2 separate regions of the Neogale vison genome follow, and region 2 is linked to region 1. The links are chromatin contacts, called in public Hi-C maps. All regions are on one chromosome and are shown on one strand. The core of a region is the stretch at or near the end of the contact, and the rest is flanking DNA. Distances in the headings are between cores, read along the strand shown. Region 1 has its middle 290 kb from the start of ADCY8. Region 2 overlaps LOC122904295 (arf-GAP with SH3 domain, ANK repeat and PH domain-containing protein 1).

The links. Hi-C and Micro-C count contacts between places; a contact is called where the count stands out from the background.
Region 2: a contact with region 1 is called in a Hi-C map of fibroblasts, with 4 times the contacts expected there. The contact joins two enhancer-like sites. A contact is called at or near these places in 2 of 3 Hi-C or Micro-C datasets (fibroblasts and muscle).

The regions. Positions count from the first base shown.
Region 1 is chr4:10,882,761-10,885,652 of ASM_NN_V1, forward strand. No RefSeq gene overlaps it. Among named protein-coding and RNA genes, the nearest start is that of ADCY8, 290 kb to the left of the region's middle. Within about 2 kb of position 1,526, the one cell type or tissue checked has open chromatin away from gene starts, as enhancers often do. A contact at or near this core is called in fibroblasts, where this site is marked.
Region 2 is chr4:11,240,831-11,243,722 of ASM_NN_V1, forward strand. All of the region lies in intron 2 of LOC122904295 (arf-GAP with SH3 domain, ANK repeat and PH domain-containing protein 1), which reads left to right. Among named protein-coding and RNA genes, the nearest start is that of GSDMC, 390 kb to the right of the region's middle. Within about 2 kb of position 1,466, the one cell type or tissue checked has open chromatin away from gene starts, as enhancers often do. A contact at or near this core is called in fibroblasts, where this site is marked.

The DNA of each region.
Region 1 (2,892 bases), core at 276-2,775:
TTCCCATAATCAGCAGTGACCTTAGGCACAAAAGTCAACCTCTGTTAGCTTCCATGTCCTGTCTTAAAATAGAGGTGGTGGGTGCTTCACTGCTTCGTCACCGGAGCACAGTGAGGAGGGAACGAGGTCAGGCACAGAAACGCTGCCGTGCGAACAGAGAAGGGCTCGATGTGGACCCACCGTCCTGGCCCTCCTTTCTTCTGAGCCTCATCTATGAGGGGTCAGGGCTGTGTCTCACTTCTTGGAGTGCACACCCACCCCCATCCACTGTGTGAGAATACAGGAAGACAAAGTCCCAGCCTTCAAAAGCCCTCTGTCCAACAATTCCCCGCACCAAGCCCTCTGCGGGCTTCCTGCCTGACTCAGCGCCAGTGCCCAAATCCTTCCAGGGTCTACAGCAGGCTCCCCAGGACCCCAACTGGTGCCTCTCTCCAACCTGGGATGACCTGGGATGTCATTGCTCCTCGGGCTCCCCCATGCTGCCCTCTTGCTGCTCTCAAATGCTCAACGTCGGTTCCAGCCTCAAGGCTGTCGTCCTTGAGGTTCCCTCTGCCAGGGACACCCTTCCCTCAGGTCTCATCACACCAGCTCACTCACTTTCTTTGCCCTCGGAGCAACAGTAGTGCCAAAAGCTTCCTCCGCTCTATTCTCTTGCTTGGCAAACATCTCGTCTTTCCGTTTTCAGCTTGAACGTAGGTCAAATACACATATGATCATCCTGTCTCCCTTTCCCTCATCCTCCCTCCCCACACACTACCCTCTCCCCACCTCCTCCTCTGTTGGAAGTCCAGCCTTTATAACTCAAGCCCCACAGACTACAGAAGGGTGTTAGACCTTGGCAAACAGCAGGCAAACCTTATCTCTGCATTGTCTCTCTACCTGAGTCCCCTTTGAATTGTTCCCTGCTCACAGCTTCCTTTGGGGATTTTAACACTTTGAAAGGCAAGTTTAAAAGCGGGTAATGATAACGAGCAGGCTCCCAGATGTCTCAGAAAAAAAAAGGGGGCTTCCTCAGTTGCCAGGCCAGCTGTGTGACGAGCTCTGCAAATCACAGCCCCTCCCTGTGCTCCCAGCTCCTCGCCAGTAACCCTCAAAGGCTTTTACCTAGAGGGTCGCTGAAAGTTCTCCCAGTTCTGACAACTCCTTGGCAATCAAACACCGCCAGACATTCAGCTTCTTTACTTACATTTCCTGTCCCTCCGAGCCACCTAGGATCTATCAAATCTGAAGTCAGGTGTACTTTGTACACAATCAAGACCCAGAAGGGAAGAGTGCCCCAGTTTACTTAGTAATCTCTGCCTGATACCGCTTTTCTGATCCTGTCACCAAAGCCTGTTTCTCTGGCCCAGCAATTTTCTTTGCATCCAGGTTCAGTGAAACAAAAGAATTTTCTTCAGGCTAACAAGGTTAGGGAAGGGCTGGGATTCTAGACAGATCTGCACACACACAGCTCCATTTGAAAGACTTTCCTATTGTTTTTGGAAGCCCTAAGAAAATTCAGCATATACTCAACTATTTTTTTTTTAAATAGTCTCGTGAAAATGAGTCAGTTTATGGTGTGTTTTGAACTGAGTTTTACATTCCTGTGGGCTGGTAGCTCTTGAAATTGGCTAAACCCTACCTCCAGAGGAGTTGACTAACTTGAAAGACTCTGACACCAATTTCTGAAAACCAGAAACCCAAGTCTCATGGTGTCAAGATGATTCCATCGGACTCACCATGGTGACCTCAGGTAAACCTGGCTCTTCTCAGCCCAGAGCCAAGCCCTGCCCATGCCTCCTGTCCATTAATGCTCTCACCCTGCGCCAGGATCACGGCTGCATCACCACCCACCCCTAAACGAAGTGGCCTCAGACAAGGACATTGATGTGCTGTGGAACTTGTAGGACAGAGCAGGGTTCCATGGGACACTTGTCTCTGCTCCGCTGAGCGTCTGCTGGGGGCTGGAATCATCTGAAGGCTCCTTCGCTCACTTGGCTCCTGGGCCGGGAAGATTCCAGCAGCTAGGAACGGAGTAACTGTGGGGTGTCTCTCCATGTCTATCTAACACGCCCTCTAGGACTTCCTGAAGTCGCCTCAGGGCTCTCAAGAGAGTGTGCCGGGTAGAAGCCATTTTGCTTTTTATGACCCAACCTCAAATGTCATGAGGGGTCAGTTCTGCCAGAGTCTGTTGGTCAAGGCAGTCCTAAAGATCCAGCAAGGTTCAAGGACAAGAGACATAGACATCTGCCCCACCGCCCTCCACACCCCAGTGGAGGCATGTCACATCCACAGCATAGAAAGAGCATGTGGGAGAGAGATACTGGTGGTGTTGCCATCTTTGAAAAAGAAAACCTGCCTCCCCCTGCTAATCTGTCAGGTAGACATCAGGGTCCCCAGTGATGGATGAAGTGAATGAGTCTGAGGAAAAGTGACTTACTCCAGGGCCGCTTGGTGAACAGGTGTCAGGGCCAAGATTGAGGAGAAAGGGAGCCTGGAGGATGGAAGGTTTGGGGAGTAGGGGTGAGAAGCTCCCCAGCCATCCCTGAGTCTCTGCAAAGGGAAAAGATAGAACAGGCAGTGTGGGGAAACAGGGGCTTTGCCTCATGTCCCAACACAGGAGAAAGACCCACGGGGATGGAAACTATCCACTCTTTGTTTTATACCAGCAGAGTTTAACACCAAAGAGACAGAGTGGTAGGGCAGGCAAAGCTCGGGTACCCGCGTTGGTTCTAGGTTGAAGCCATGGGATCTCGGTCGAGGCTCCTAAACTCCCTGAGCTTCAAATTCCTCCTCTATCAGATGGTAAGAATGACACCTTCTGATTAGTCTTCATGGAGGATTCCAGAATCTTGTGTGTAATGTTCCTGGTGTATAGGGAGAAATCAGACCGTGGTCACTATGATTTTCATG
Region 2 (2,892 bases), core at 216-2,715, 360 kb after region 1:
CCAGTCCATGAGCATAGCATGTTTTTCTATTTCTTTGTGTCTTTAATTTCTTTCATGAGTATTCTACACTTTTCTGACTACAGAATCCTTGCCTCTTTGGTTAGATTTATTCCTAGGTATCTTCTTGTTTTGGGTGCAGTTGTAAATGGGATTGAGTCCTTAATTCCTTTTTCTTCTATCTTGTTGGTGTATAGAGAGGCAACTGATTTCTGTGCATTGATTTTATATCCTGACACGTTACTGAATTCCTGTATGAGTTCTAGCAGTTTTGGAGTGGAGTCTTTCGGGTTTTTCACATAAGGTATCATATCATCTGCAGAGAGTGAGAGTTTGACTACTTCTTTGCTGATTCAGATACCTTTTATTTCTTTTTGTTGTCTGATTAAGGCCAGGACTTCAAGTACTATGTGTACATCCCTGCTGTGTTCCTGACCTTAGGGGAGAAGCTCTCAGTTTTTCCCCATTGAAAATGATATTCGCTGTGGGTTTTTCATAGATGACTTTGATGCTGTTGAGGTATGTACCCTCCATCCCTACACTGTGAAGAGTTTTGATCAAGAAAAGATACTGTACTTTGTCAAATGCTTTTTCAGAATCTACTGAGAGTATCATATGGTTCTTGCTCTTTTTTTTTTAATTAATGTATCACATTGATTGATTTGTGGATGTTGAACCAACCTTGCAGCCCAGGAATAAATTCCACTTTGTCATGGTGAATAATCCTTTTAATGTACTGTTGGATCCCATTGGCTAGTATTTTGGTGAAAATTTTTGCATCCGTGTTCATCAGGGATATGAGTCTGTAATTCTCCTTTTTGATGGGGTCTTTGGTTTTGGGATCAAATCATGCTCAGAGGCCTGCTCTTCTCACCAGCAGCCCTACTCACCCTAGACAGGGACTCAGCTGATAGTGACCCTGGGGCTTCCACCTCATCCAGGTGGAGGCCTGTGTGTAGTTAGGAAGCAGATACCTCCAGTGCCCAAAGAGAGAGGCAGCTCCAAACAGTTACCAGCACCCCTCAAGGCTGAGTTGATCACCACGTCTAGGTGAAACTCAGAGGGAGCTTCCATAGATGGTGTGCTTTACCTGAGCAGCAGTTTTGCGTTGGACACACATGTTTTTACCAGCCTTGTTTCTCTCCTGCTGCTGTCCCTCCAAGCATATGTAAACAGCCATTTGAGCGGTCGCTGCCTGTATTCCCAGGACATCCTGTTGGCAGTTTTTTGTCCACTTCCTTGCAGCCAGAGGTACAGTCAAGGTCACACAGTGGCTATTTTATTTGAAAACTGTCAGAGAAATCTGCACTTGCATTCTGTCTCTGGCTGTGCCGATAATCTGAAAACCGTGGATTTTACTTCCAAATTCATCTACCGCTACACCAAGCACTGCCTTTTTCCTAAGTCTGAAGAATGCATCCCAGACAAAAGGCCAATTTCAGTTGACCTTAATTCTCCCTCTTCGGCATTCTTTTAGTTCTCTGTGTTTGAAATTCAAGGCCTGTGCTGGTTTCAAGTACACTTTTTTAAAAGTCTAAAACAGAAATGTATTATTGGACTGATAATGCCTCATGGAGGCCAATAATGGTTTTATGTACAAGCCACAGTACTTTTTTTGTTAGCGGTTTAAGTGCCTTTGACTGTTCCTTCTCTTCCTCCCCCCTTCTCCTCCCTCAGGTTTCTTGAATCATGCTAAGTAACTCGATATTGCTCTTGTCCTGCATAATGTCCGCTAACATTGGCAAAATTATTGGGGGAATGCTTTGGGAGAAAGCATTGGGTTTAACAAACTAGTAGAATTTTGTGGACACTGCAAATGATTCTTAAACTGCAGAATTGTCAAGAAGCCTGAATGCTTCCCTCTTCTCCCAAATTTAGTACACCATGCAACAATAATAATTTTTTAAAAATATTTGTAAAGATCACCCGTGATCCCACTGCTGTAACCAAACTACTTTTCAGTCTTTGTTGCTCACATACATTTTTTTATACATTTGCCACTTCAGATTTTTCTTTTTCACTGGATCGACCAGCACAAATATTGCTCTATAGTTTTTGTGTTTGTTATTTTAAGGACCATGTAATAACATCATCACATAGAAGTTTCTTAAATTACTAAAGCCATTTCCATATTATCAGTCTCCAGAGATTGCCGGCATTTTGGCTGACACCATGAATGTAGGTAATCCACTTCTTTGAGTCATTAGCCACTTGTCCCCTATTAAGTGATCTCCCTGGGATGCTTTCCCAGACGCGAGGTTCTTGGGCACAGGGGATGGAGCGCCATCTTTTGGAACTTGAGCTACCGTACTGCTGTGTCCAAGTGTTGTGGAGCCACACTAATACGTAGACGGGCCATGGTTTGGGGGCAGATCTCACAGCTGCTCCAGCAGACTCCCAGCTAGTGGCTTCCCGGGTCTCTCTACAGAGAGGGCCTCTCCGTTAACAGATGCCTTAGAGGTGGTTCTCTGCAAGGAGAAAATTCGACTGAGTTCACTGCCCTTGTAAGGAAGTGTATCCTACCCGAAGGGTGTAACAGGACTGGCCCCTGCTCCCACCTCCCACCAAGCTCACTGTTTCTGTAAGGATGGGGTAAAGGAGTTCCTTCAATATGCAATTCTTTTACTAATGTCAAATTAGATTTTTATCAAGCTAAAGGTGCTTCTGCCTAGATAACAGAATGGTTAAGGGCCCGGTGTAGAGGTAGACTAGGTTTGATTTCAGCTCCGCCTGATCTGCAGGGCGGCTTTGGGCAAGACACTCAGCCCTTCTCATCTGTAGCATTGATGTTCTGATCTAATCATTCCCATCACGTTCGGTTAGTGGAAGGATTTGATCTGCTCCTCCATCTAAAGTGCTTTGCACAGCGTCTTGCATAGACGACGACTCTGTAAG